Regions from separate parts of the Mus musculus genome. Here regions 2 and 3 are each linked to region 1. The links are chromatin contacts, called in public HiChIP or PLAC-seq and promoter capture Hi-C maps. All regions are on one chromosome and are shown on one strand. The core of a region is the stretch at or near the end of the contact, and the rest is flanking DNA. Distances in the headings are between cores, read along the strand shown.

Region 1 (4,254 bases), core at 589-3,088:
TCAATTTTTATTTCTAAGTCAGTGATTTCTACATTAGCAAAAGCTATTAAATGTCCCTATGATTTTAAAAGTTTGTGTAAAAGGATCCTGAGACCAAAGGCCTGAGAAATTCTGTTTTGAATTACATAAATAATATCCACCTGGATTGGTAACTACCATTGTGTTTTGCACTGGCTCTACAAACATTTAGGAGCAGTTCAAGTCAGTGTAGTACTGGGTTTTCATCTGACCCACACTTTTATAAGAGCCCATCTGTTTTTAAGGGGAGTTAGGATTAGAGAAATGACTTTGAGGTTGAGAGTACTTTCTGTTCTTGTATAGGTGCAGGGTTCAGTTCCCAACACCCACACAATGGTTCCAACTACTTCTAACTCCAGTGCCAGGAGATCTAAGGCCCTCATCTGGCCTCGTAGGGTTTCAGGTAGACACATGGTACACAACCTATTTATAGGCAAAACAGCTACAAAAAATAAAAATATTTATTTTTGATGTGTGTATGCCTCGGATCCATTGAAGTGGGAGTTGCAGGAATGTGTGAACTGTGTGAATTTGGGGGTCCTGAACTCATCTTCTGAAGCCATTTTGCCAACTCCTGTCTTGCTGTTTTTGAGGCAGGGTCTTAGGTAGCCCAAGCTAGCCTGAAACTCACTATATAGTTGGCGTTGGCCTTCAGTTCCTGCCTCTACTTCCAAGTGCTGGGGTTACAGAGGTAAAATTAACTTTTTTTTTAAAGACTTATTTATTTTTATTATATGTAAGTACACTGTAGCTGTCTTCAAACACTCCAGAAGAGGGAGTCAGATCTCATTACAGATGGTTGTGAGCCACCATGTGGTTGCTGGGATTTGAACTTCAGACCTTTGGAAGAGCAGTCGGGTGCTCTTACCAACTGAGCCATCTCACCAGCCCTAAAATTAACTTTTTAACAGATCAAGGAGGCTTTTCGTTTGTGTTTTCCAACAGCCTTACTCCGTATCCTAGAGCTCACTATATGTCTTTAATGGCCAAGTGTTAGGATTCTGGGCGTGAGCCACTTCCATTGGCTTAAGAGGACTTTAAGATATTTTTTTTTGTCTTTTTAAAAAAGATGTATTTATTTATTACATGTAAGTACACTGTAGCTGTCCTCAGACACTCCAGAACAGGGCATCAGATCTCATTACAGATGGTTGTGAGCCACCACGTGGTTGCTGGGATTTGAACTCAGGACCTTCCGAAGAGCAGTCGGGTGCTCTTACCCCCTGAGCCGTCTCTCCAGCCCGGACTTTAGATATTTCTATAGTAAGCATTTTCACCGGCTTTTTCTTGCTTACTAACTGTATGATCCTTCTTTGGGCTTGACAACTGTTGTCAACTTTCTCGTCTGCTGTTGGGATAATCTGTGGGTTTTCCAAATCAAACTGGCAGTGCCCTTGACAGTTTAGATGGGGAACTGCAACCTCTGAGGTTCAAACCCAGACTTTCGAGATCTTAGATCTTAGTAAGGCTTCAGGAACGCGAGAAACCTCCCACACTTACTGCTCTTTAACACCCTGAAGACGTTTAGGCTCCTAAGATGCTTTCGTCGGCCTTCAAACACGTTCCCTGAGCGCTGATTGGCCCGCCTAATGGCGGTGGGCGGGACACGGCACCGGAGTGGACTTTGCGGGGTCTCGGTCTTTGCGCTCCGCCTCCCGCGCCCCCTAGCGATTTCCGGAAAGATGCGGATTTCAGCTTAGGCCTGGGCGGGATGGAGAGCCTCCTCTGACCAGCGATCGCCACTGAGAGCCCTGGTCTTCAGGGGTGGGGCGTCCGGGACACTCAGGATTGGCCCGTCGGGAGCCGCCTCCCGTCGTGCACCGGGGCACCGGCGACTCACCCGGAAGGAGAAGCCGGTATCGGACTATATGGTGCGGTGCTGGTGGTGTCGCTGTGGAGAGCTGCTGCTGCTGCTCTCAGGTGAGGGGGCGTGGGCGTGGCCGCGGCTCGTAGGTGCTGCTTGGGAATGGGATGCTGGCTTGAGCCGTGGTGGTGGCATTTGAGTGATGGCCTCGGTTGACACACTAGGGAGGGGGCTGCCTTACTGCCTGGTATGAAAGTGAGGGCTTGCTGGGACCCAAGAAGAAAGGAAGCCTGGCTTTTCAATATACCTTGAAAATCGTCTTTCCGTCCCGATTTAGCCGGGAAAAGAGAAGGACCGTTGGGCTGGTTTCCATCTGAGTTTGCTAAAGAATGGAAAGGAGTGGCCGGAGTCAGAATTAGGGATGTCTACCCAAGTGGCCGGCAGTGGAAGGGAATGGCAGATATTTTTCGCAGATACTGGAAACTATGCTCTTCCTTTGTTACTTGCAGGTGAAAGGAGTGGGTTACCGACTGAAAAATGAGAACAGCTGCTTGATGGACGGGACAGGTTTTCTGTCAGGCGGAAGAGCTTCCTCGAACACCTGTGGGTATTTAGGAAGGCGAGGTTTTAGAATTGCTGTCTGTTGACACCAAAGGCTCAAGAACGAGTAAGGAGGGGCGGGAGACTCCTTGGTGCAATCTTTTTTACAGCCTGATGTGTTTTTTACGTGTCCCTTGAAGTAGTTTTAAGAGGCGGAGAAAATGAGAAAGCTTTGAATTGCTCCCCTGAATTAGCAGCTGTGAGCTTTACAATGCGTCAAACTTTGTACACACCAAACCCCTTGGCTCTTTCCCGGGACTATGGGTGCTGGTACTGCCGAGGGAAGCAGTGAGCGCTTCAGATGGGATGGAAAAGGCCCCGGGAATGTAGTTAGCATGGAGTAAGTTTCCTCACCTTTCGAGGTTACTTGACTCTGCCCTTCCTTAATGGATGCACAGATCCACCTCTTTGGACGGGTCATGGAGGTGAAGTTAAGAACTTGCTGTTTCTCCAGGAATAACGACTGAGAGTGGTGTCGTTGGGAAGGACAGTGATGAAGAGCAGTGGTTGTTGGAAACGGAGTCTGCTTTTTGCAGTCTCAGTGTCTTAGGGGAAATTGACCACCAGAACCTTCTTAGTGCCTTTTACGCTTAGCCTTGAGCCTACAGAGACCCAGGAGACTTGGAATGTCTTAAAAGACAGTTTATTTGTTTCTCTATGACATTAGCTCCAAAACAAAGGAGAAAAACTTCCACATGGGGGTGCTGCAGGCCCCTAGCAAACTCTTTATACCAAACGTCTGATGAACAGTTACTGAACTAGAGTCTTGAGTTTCACAGACTTTTCCAGGCAGAGTGGTGTGATCTCCCCTAAGTGGATAGATGCCTTTCTTTCTTGTCATCTTTTCTGTTGTACTACAAACACAAACCAAACCAAACAACAACAACAACAACAAAACCACTTAAGAATATTTAACTTTCTGTTCTTCCGTTGGCAGTTTAGCAAGCGCCTAAGAGGAGAAGAGAGGGGGAAATCCCAGCAGGCTAATTAATATTCACAGAAAGCCTGTTGGTTTTGGTCACAGATCTTTGTCTGTACCCGTCTGGACTGTCGGACTGGGTTATTGGGGAATTGAGATTTCCTGCCTTTCAGTCTAGGGCCTCTTGGAGGTGGTGACTGCTGCGGATGAAAAAAATCAGACTGTCAGCAAGAATGCTGTTTATTATGGTGTTGAAATCACAAAACCTCGGGTTTGCTCCACAGTTCAGCTCTGTTTTGTTATCTGCCATGCAGCTTTGTCCCCGCATGCCATGTCTGTCTGTAGAGAGACCTTCTGGGATATTGGGAAGAATTGCAAAAGCTGTTTGCTTTGCTAATTTCATGCCGTAAACGAGTTTCCCTTCCTTTGAAACATTAGCCCTATGTTAGCAAAACATAAAATAGACGGAAGCTCATTATGCACTCTGCTAATGGTAAGGCAGAACTAATAAGAGAATGTGTTTAAAATTAATTGTGGGACTGTAAAAAACGAGTGGGTGTGCGGATGGGCATGGGAGGAGGAGAGAGGGAGAGCTTAGAGAGAGCCTTGTTTTCCCAGGAGCCAGCCCGCATCATTTGTTGGCAGTACATATTGGCTGGAGTCAGTTTTCATTTCAAGGTAAATTGGAAAGGGAAATTAAACCTTATTGTTCTGCTCTTAAGAGAGAGGAAGGGGGTGGAGGCGGCAGCCAGGGTGGCTGCAGTTGGAGCGGCTCTAGGAGTAACAAGATTAGTGCTGTATTTTAACAGAAGGTGACATCATGGGCCCCTTTGGAATCCAGTAACCCTGTGTTCCAGCCTTCATGGTCCCCGTGTTGGAGTGGGCGATGTCGCTGTACGCATAAACTACCACA
Region 2 (4,254 bases), core at 613-3,112, 370 kb before region 1:
GCCCCTTCCTACGAGAGCAAAGAGTACATAGTCTAGTGATGTTTCTTCTCCGAAGACCAATAAAAAAATAAAAATATTTCCCCCAAATAAACAGCTCCACTTCTTTCCAAAATGTGCAACCCCAAGTCCTGCCCCGAGGCGCCCCAGCACACGGTCCGCAGACACTGCGCCGGTCGGCGGGGAGGGGAGGCCGCACGGCGGGGAGCTGGTGGGCGCCCGGCGCGCTGCCAGCCTCAGCCGGACCGCACCGCGGGGGCCGCCGCCCCTCGCCACGTGGTGGTGGCAACCGCGGGGTCCCGGGCGCCGGTCCAGCTGGAGAGACCCGGAGCAGCCGGGGAGGAGGAGGCGGAGGAGACGGCGGCGGCGGCGGCGGAGGAGGAGCGGGGCGGGCGAGCGGGAGGGAGGGGGCCGGGAGGGGAGGGGAGGGGGTGGGGAGAGACCCGGCGGCGGCGGCAGGGCGCGGAGCGGCGCGCGGTGCCAGGGGGTGGGGGCGCTGGGGCCCGTCAGGGGAGGGAGCCGGCGGAGGGGTGCGCTGCGACTGCGAGCAGGAGCCCGCGGCAGCCGTGAGTGCGGGCCGGGGCCCGGGCTGGGGGAGGGGGAGGGGCGCGGCGGGCCGGGGCGGCTTGGGGCGCGGGAGGCCGGGGCCCGGGCGCGGGTGGGCGGGCGCTGCGCCCGGGAGCAGAGTGGGGAAGGGTCCTGCGCCGCTGCCCGCAGCCTCCGGCCTGCGGGGCGGCTGCCGCTCAGTAGCCCGCCCGGAGCCCGGCCGCGGTGGGGGAGGGGGCTGCGCGGTCTCGGCCCCACAGAGGGGAGGGGCGACAGTTTCTGTCCGCCGAGCCCGAGGGGGTTTAAAGAGCCGCTCTTAAAGGGGCCGCCGGAGGGGCCAGGCGGGGACGGGCGCCCCCTCCCCAGTAGCCTGCGCGGGCGCTCGGCGCGCGGCCCCAGGATGCGGAGGAAGGCAGCTCGGGTCGCACGGCCGGGGTGTGTGGGGACACGGAGTCCTCGAGAGTGGGGGTGATGGCCGGAGATCGTGGGCAGGGATGGGGGTGGGGTGTGTAGTGAGCTCTGGTCGGCAGAGTAGGGGGAGGGGTGGCGTGGGCAAGAGAGGGTTAAAGGTGGGGCCAGCCCTTCAAACACGCGCACACGCTCCTTACTCAGACCTGTCACACGCGTCTGTCGCTCCGGCACTTAGCCGAGGCTGGGGGATGGGGGACCCGAGGCCTGCACTGTCGGAACTCGCGCCTTCGGACCGAGCCCCCTCGCCGGAGCGCACACACGCTCCAGCGCGCGCACACACCTCGGACATTCCCATAGTGCCTCACGTGACACTCGGCCCGAACGTGCCCACCCTACCCACACGCTCACGCACGCGTGCTCACACGCGCGCGCGCGCACACACACGTACACACACACACATACACAACCTCTGGTCACTCCCGAACTCCGCGCTGACCCCGGTCCTCCGCCCCGCAAAAGCACTCATTGACGGCGGCACACCTACACTCATTCACAGACACACACTCCCCCCCACATGGCAGCCACAGCCACACATTCATAAACAAGGGCCCGGAGATGTACACACGCACCCCCTCGCTGCCTACTCGTTTTGGGAGCCCTGAGTCATTCCTGCCCCCCTCCCAGGGCTCCCCATTTCCCTGAGTGCAGGCACAATAGGACAAGCTGGAGTCTCCCTTAATGGTCTCGGTTCTCCTAGGCCCCCTTGCCCAGTTTGCTGCCTCTGACACTCAGCCAAGGACTTCCTGTAGGTCTGCGCCTGGACGGTTGCCACAGCCCCGGCGCACTTGGGGAGGCACTTCCTTTTCCTGAACTCTGGGATCCTGCGGGAGGAAGTTGGGCGGGGGCCACAGAGGCCAGGCTGCCTAGCGGGACTAGCCTTCCTTAGGAGCAGGCGACAGAGGCCTGGGATGGGAATCTTGGCGGCTGTCGAGGTACTTGGGGAAAAGGGAGGTCTGGGGAGGAGACCAAGCCGAGTAGTCTAGGCAGGTTCTGGGCTGTGCCAATGCTGGGACAGCAGCCCTCCCTCCCATCTGTCCACAGGTCTCTCCTCCCTGCCCCTGATCCTTGGTCCTGTTTATCAGTTGTCCCCCACTCCACTCATGACGTCTATCTGGTTCCATTTCCTTCTATAAGCAGTCACAGCAGGGGATAGGGCAGAAACTTGAGAGAGAAGAGAGAGAGAGAGTTAGTTGTGAGATCTGTCTCTTGGCTGAAGCTCCCCAGCTACCACAGGTTCCTCAGACCAGCATGGAAGAGTTGGGAACAAAGAGCAGGTGGTCCTCTTTACTCTGTTCCTGCACTCTCAGGAGGCCCAGGGTGGGCTGAAGCCCTTACCATGGAGTCCATGTTTGAAGATGACATCAGCATCCTGACCCAAGAGGCCTTGGGGCCCAGTGAGGTGTGGCTGGATGGTCCTGGAGACCCGTCCCTGGGAGGGGACATGTGTTCTGCCTCCCACTTTGCCCTCATCACAGCCTACGGAGACATCAAGGAAAGGCTAGGAGGCCTGGAGAGGGAGAATGCCACCCTCCGCCGTCGCCTCAAAGTCTATGAGATCAAGGTCAGAACCTAGATGTGATGGCGAGCTGAGCTTGTAGTTGCCTGCAAGGGCAGGAGGGTCCCAAGAGGTGGCCAGCACTGGAGGCTGCCTGGTCCCTGAAGAAGTGGCTGCCTTGGGGATGAGGAGCTCTGCTCCTGCAGCCAATCTCAGGGGTGGAGGAGGAGCCCAGCTTTGGAGTGGTGGGTCCCATTGGAGGGGGCGGGGAGAGGCGCCTGTGAAGCTGGCAGTGGGGTTGGGGGACAGAGCGGTCCTGGGATGGGAAGCCAGGCTTCTCAGAGGACGACCCTCCCACAGTATCCGCTGATCACTGATTTTGGAGAGGAGCATGGCTTCCCTCTGTATGAACTCAAGGATGGCTCCCTGCTGGAGGTGGAGAAGGTCAGTCTGCAGCAACGACTCAACCAATTCCAACACGAGGTAAGCCCTTGCTTCGCTTCCCAGCCAACCCCACTCCCTTAGCCTCCTGCTTCCCTCACTTTGCCCTCAACCCCGCCCTGCCCCCGCCTTCCCTAAATCAGCTTCAGCGCTTCCTGTTTCTATTGGGAATAGGGTTGGGGAGGTTGGGAGCCCCCTCTGCTCCCTGTCAAGGCTGGTCCTGACCCTGGCACACCTCTCCGGGCCTACCCAGTTGCAGAAGAGTAAGGAGCAGGAGGAGCAGCTCGGGGAGATGATCCAGGCTTACGAGAAACTGTGCGTGGAGAAAAGCGACTTGGAGACAGAGCTGGGGGAGATGGTGAGGCCCAGAGAGCGGGTGTGTGTGTGTGTGTGTGTGTGTGAGGTATCTGACGTGATGTGATTCTCTACGTGCATTCCAACCCGATGAGTGTGTGCTGCCTGTGTGTCACACACACTCTGCTGCGTGCACACTCCCTGTATCCACTCGTCCCTGTCTGTGAATGCCTGCTTTGCCGTGTGAATGAGACAGTATCATCCGGGTCATGGGTGACTCTGTACCTTGGGCTAGGATGCTGTGTGTGTGTGTGTGTGTGTGTGTGTGTGTGTGTATTTGGCTCTCACACTGCATCAACCCTGTACCTATAGTATAGTATAGTGTCTGGGAGAGGGTATAAGTGACAAGAGAGGTGCCAGAGCTCTCCATAGTCCCAGCACAAGCGTGATGAGAGTTGCCATGTGGCCGTTTGTGTGTGGGCAGGTGGCAGTATCAGGAGATAAGGTCTCTGCCAACTCCTGTGCTGTGACCTTGATCAAGTTATTTAGCTCTCACCCCTCATCTGAAAAGCAGAGAAAAACGGTAAGCCATCTCACTAAGCTGCTGTGACGGCAACGGGACATTTGTGTAAAACGGTTTTCCTTTTATAGTCAGGAACGTTTGCTTGGTAGTCGCAGCGTGCCAGGCACTGTTCATATCCCTCTACACACATTTACTCATTTTAGCTCTCACAACAATCAAAGAGGTAGGCGTGGTACTGCTATCCCCATTTTATACAGGAGGTAGACAAAGCTTAGAAGTGCTTAAGTCCTGTATGCAAATGCAAGTCACATCCCTGAGGGTTTGGGGTGACTGGACCTGGAGCCCAGTGTTGGCATAAATGTCTCTGTGTGATAAGACCCAGAGGAGGTTTGGCTCTGACCTTGCCGGCACCAGTAGCCAGAAACATCTGCATTGCAGGAGCTGTGAGAGGAGCCTTCATACCTGTGACCACTTGTCGTGTGAGTGT
Region 3 (4,254 bases), core at 725-3,224, 370 kb after region 1:
CTTGCATGAGACATGCTTTACTCACTGTGCCATCTCCCCAGCCCTACATAGGTTATTTTCAAGTGTGCTTTTGTCCTATTTTAGTCTCCCAAGGGTTAATAATGCACACCAGATATTCTTAGAACTTATTGGTGATTAGACAAAGAATCAAATCTTCGAGAGTGATTTACTGTGTGTCTTCAGGAAAGTCACTCAACCATACTGAGCAGTGAGGCCTCCTTCTTACTTAAAAGGAATTTTTAAAAAAATGCAGAGATTACTCCAGCCAGCTCTAAGGAGAGCCCTCATTGTCTAACTCACTGGAAGTGCTAAGGAGCTGTTCTTTCATCTGGAACTACCTGGGGAGAGATTTTCTTTCCGTGAGCTTTTACATCCTCATTCATTTGAATTGGTGTTCTGGGAACTGGGCAGGGAACAGGTATTTTTATCTTACTTTAATGGATAAGCAGTAGCGTAACTGGTAAAAAAAAAAAAAAAATGGATCTCTCCTTTCTTACACTCCTCTGAGGACCCAGGGAAAGCCCAGCCATTCTTAGAGTGGTTTAAGAGAATGGTCTAGATTTTTGAGGAGGGGAAATTCTGCTCTTTCAAGAGGGGAAGGACCCACAGACCAAGAGGAAGTCAAGTCAAAACTCATGTTAAGATGCTCAAACCCCTGGACAGTCAGATGGGGCCATTGCTTTGACTGCTGTAGTTTCCTTGAAAGAGGAGAGGGGAGTTCGTCCTAACCTTCTCATTTGGGGGTAACCAAAACAAGGATTTAAAATGGATTTCAGGGTGGGGCTTAATTAACTGTAGAGGGTTTCCCTGGCATGGTAAAGGCCTGGGTTCCGGGTCCCACACTACAAGAGTTCCCAGGAGTTGTGCTTCCTCTCCGGGGCCTGCTTTCTCTTTCCTCAAGGCCTTCCCTGTGTTCCCACTCAACTTGTGGGTGGTAATAATTATTTATACCCGTCTCTGCAGCCCACATCCTCCAGGGGCCAGCTCAGATTACACCTGCCCTGATGAATCCTTCCGCTACTTTGTTATTAGATCCCCAAATTTGTCGACAGGAACAAGATCCTCCACACGGAGAAGAAGACAGCAGTAAATTAGGAGTGAGTTATCCGCCCCGCGTAATGTATATGCCCACATGTGTAAGTTAACACTCTGAGGATGACGTCATGAGCTGTCCGATGATGCAGAGCCTTGGGCTCTAGAATCCTCATTTTGCAGAAAGCGTTTTTTTTTTGGGGGGGGGGGGTTGCAGAGTTTGAGGGGACTGGGTTTTTTTCTGGGTATTAAAAACTAGTAGGTTCTTTTACTGTCTCTCTCTCTCTCTCTCTCTCTCTCTCTCTCTCTCTCACACACACACACACACACACACACACACACACACAGAGTCCTTGCCCCATCTCCCCTCCCCCACCCCGCCTCTCCAGTACAAGGACTGAATTGGAGCATGTGACTAAGTGGATAAACATTTCATTCAGAACCGCCCTAGACCATCATTGTCCAAGTTCTTTTTTAAGCATTTACCACTTTGCTCTGAAGAACAGCATAGAAGTGAATCTCCAGGCAAGAGGCCTCCAATACACCAAAGGGGGGGGGGGAGTTCCAAATTCAAACCCAGTAACAAGACTAGCGAAAGGGAGGACCGAACATAAAGCTGGAGGAGACTTCCACAAAATCACCAAGCAACGAAAGGGTGTCTTTTTCTCTACCATAAGTGACACCCGGAACTTCTTTCCAGATCAACCACAAGGAGAGAGTTTATTTGTCCGTGAAGAAGACCCTGGGCCAGGCCAGGTTCCCACAACCCAAGAAAACTCCAAGGAGGTCAGGGAAAGAGAATCCAGGCCTAGAGTCCCTCCATCCTGCTGCAGCCACATAGCACGGAATTGGCAAGGGACAGGGGCGAGGAAAGGGGAGAGTCTGGCAAGAATCAGAGCCAAAGCCGGTGGCTGGGAACCTGGAGCTTTTGGCGCACAGCGGCGGCGGCCGCTAGGGTGCAGCTGTGGGCTGATGTGGGGTCCACGCCAGTGGCGGAGCCACGCAGGAGAGGAGCTGGCAGTGACGGCGAGGTGGTTCGGTGTTGTGTTTCTACTGTAACTATAATTAGGCGGATTCTGTGTTTATTTAGGCTGAGAGCTGCAAGATAAATGACAGCTTCGAAGATGCTTTTCAGCACTTCATAAATCACCCACCGGCCCGGGCAGTTTGCTTGTGTCACGTCTCAGTTCTCCCTCTGTGCCCTGCCGGTCCCCCCATTCACCTCGGAAGAGGGCATAGTCTGGACGACCCAGGAGTCCGCGCCACAAAGGGCAGGGGGTAAAGGGGAACGTAGTGTCTGTCCTTCTCTAAGATCTCGGCGCCCCGGAATCAGTGCCCAGGAGCTGCCTGGAAAGCTGTCAGGAATAGCTTCCTCCCGAGGTGGTCCCTAGGCCCATTGGGGATGGGTTGACGGGCAGGCCTGCCCTCCTCTGGGAGAATATGGTCTCTAATCGGCTCTAACTCTTCCCCTTGCCTCACTGACACAGCTGGAGATTTACGGGAGACGCTGGAGAAATATTTATAGTACAAGGAACTGTCCTTTCCCCTCCTATGCCTGTCGGCGTGTCTCCTGGGGCTGGGGTGGAAGAGCCCATGTCTTTTCCCATTGGAAAGCATATTCTGTGGTAGCGCTTCTCAGAGGGAGTTTGGAACTCCTTAGCCATCTGAAAGAGCGAAGAATCAAAGGGCAACCCATCTCTCCTACCTAGGCCTGAAACAGTCCAAGAAGTGAGACGAGGCTTAGACTTGAAGCTTGCAAGACAGACAGAATGCAGAGGCATTACCCTAGCAGAATAGCGAACTCTGGATCAGGCACCTTTGCGGGCAGACTGTTTCCCATCCGAGCTGTGGCTAAAGGGTCCAGAATAGACCTCAGGAGCAATGGTGTGGTTTCTAAGTGTTTGACTATGAATTAGGAGACCTTCGTTCAAATCTTAGCTCTTCTCACAGTGGGAATGTGTGTTTGCTCTGACTCTGGTCTTCGGTTTCTCTTCTTCAAAATGGGGGTCAGGGCGGGGAGGGCCGATGCCAGGTATGGCCACTCAGGTCTGTTATCCCAGCCCTGGGAAAACCTAAGGGAAAGGATTGTGAGTTTGTAACCAGCAGAGGGATACCTAACTGGATTCTGTGGTCTAGGATGCAGAAGAGAAGGCAGCCTACTTTCTAGAAGAGTCTCGCTGGTGCCAATCTACTCTAAGTAGTGCCCTAGAAGGCATATAGTGTTTTGGAGATGTGGCTGTGTTTATGGTGTCGATTGTAGTTATGATCTCCCAGGTGAATACTTAGCTCCAGACTCATCAAACTGTATATACATTAAGTGCCTAAAGCTTTTTGTATGTCAAGGACACCCCCAACAAAGCAGTTTGTTTTTAAATGCTTGTCCAGGCTGGCCAGATAGCTTAGTGGACAAAGTGCCTACAGGGCAAGCATGAGGACTTGAGTTCAGAATCTCAGCACCACAGAAAGCCAGACACCGCGAACAGCATCTGTACCCCAGCACTGGAGGGGCTGGGGGGGGGTGAAGACAGGAGGATGTCTCCTGGTTTCCTGCCCAACCAGCCTAGTCAAGTTGATGGCCTCCAAATTAAGTGAGAGACCCAGTCTCAAAAAACAAAGGTGGAGAACAGCAGATGAGGATGCCCGGTATGACCTCTGACCTACATGCACAGACACACATATACACACAAACATATACATATATATATATATATATATATATATATATATATATATATACACACACACACACACACACAAATGCATGCAACACACATACAGGAAAAGAAAAAGGGATATGAAATTTGAACACCGAGCAGTGTGTTAATGGTTTCACAAATCGAATGTAGAAAATGTATTGTTGCACTTGTCCCTAAACGATGCTCTATCATGGAGAGATGACTTATGTCGTACTCAAAACGATGGCATGTTATCAGCTGTCCTCAGCCCTGACAAATTTCTTTGTGACATTATTAACAGCACAGCAGTGACAGTGAGAGGTAGCAACGTCAATACTGACAAGGTCAAGTCTTCAAAGCCAGGATCACTTTAGACTTCTCTCGCAGGCTCAGGCTATGCTGAAGAATACGGCTCTGCTCAGGGTTTGGAGGTGGAGCTTGGCTTTGGCTTTGGCTTTGGTTTGCAGGGCCTGGATCCCTCTGACTGACTTGTCTTTGTCTTCTTGCTCCTTCTGATTATTCCATTTACTCAATGTGTGTGGAATGT

What was found. Promoter capture Hi-C pulls out the DNA fragments that hold promoters and counts their contacts. HiChIP or PLAC-seq counts read pairs in DNA pulled down with a chosen protein or histone mark.
Region 2: a promoter capture Hi-C map of hippocampal neurons shows a contact between it and region 1, with 4 times the contacts expected there. The contact joins the promoter of Tbkbp1 here to the promoter of Snx11 in region 1. A contact is called at or near these places in 3 of 39 promoter capture datasets (hippocampal neurons, liver and pre-B cells), 3 of 484 Hi-C or Micro-C datasets (embryonic stem cells and myocytes) and 1 of 9 other capture datasets (pancreatic islet).
Region 3: a contact with region 1 is called in an H3K27ac HiChIP or PLAC-seq map of embryonic fibroblasts, with 5 times the contacts expected there. The contact joins the enhancer-like site here to the promoter of Snx11 in region 1. A contact is called at or near these places in 5 of 39 promoter capture datasets (the 3T3-L1 cell line, the SN4741 cell line, embryonic stem cells and 1 more), 3 of 115 datasets of contacts at active chromatin or transcription factors (embryonic basal ganglia, embryonic fibroblasts and embryonic stem cells) and 1 of 9 other capture datasets (liver).

Annotation. Positions count from the first base shown.
Region 1 is chr11:96,775,139-96,779,392 of GRCm38.p6, reverse strand. Snx11 (sorting nexin 11) reads left to right here and starts at 1,838. Exons shown (of 8, transcript NM_001163389.1): 1 at 1,838-1,938; 2 at 2,332-2,425.
Region 2 is chr11:97,147,683-97,151,936 of GRCm38.p6, reverse strand. Tbkbp1 (TBK1 binding protein 1) reads left to right here and starts at 1,862. Exons shown (of 10, transcript NM_001372531.1): 1 at 1,862-1,946; 2 at 2,322-2,575; 3 at 2,870-2,992; 4 at 3,204-3,308. The coding sequence starts at 2,351.
Region 3 is chr11:96,405,636-96,409,889 of GRCm38.p6, reverse strand. No RefSeq gene overlaps it. Among named protein-coding and RNA genes, the nearest start is that of Hoxb1, 42 kb to the right of the region's middle. Within about 2 kb of position 1,974, at least 44 of the 459 cell types and tissues checked have an H3K27ac peak or open chromatin away from gene starts, as enhancers often do. A contact at or near this core is called in embryonic fibroblasts, where this site is marked.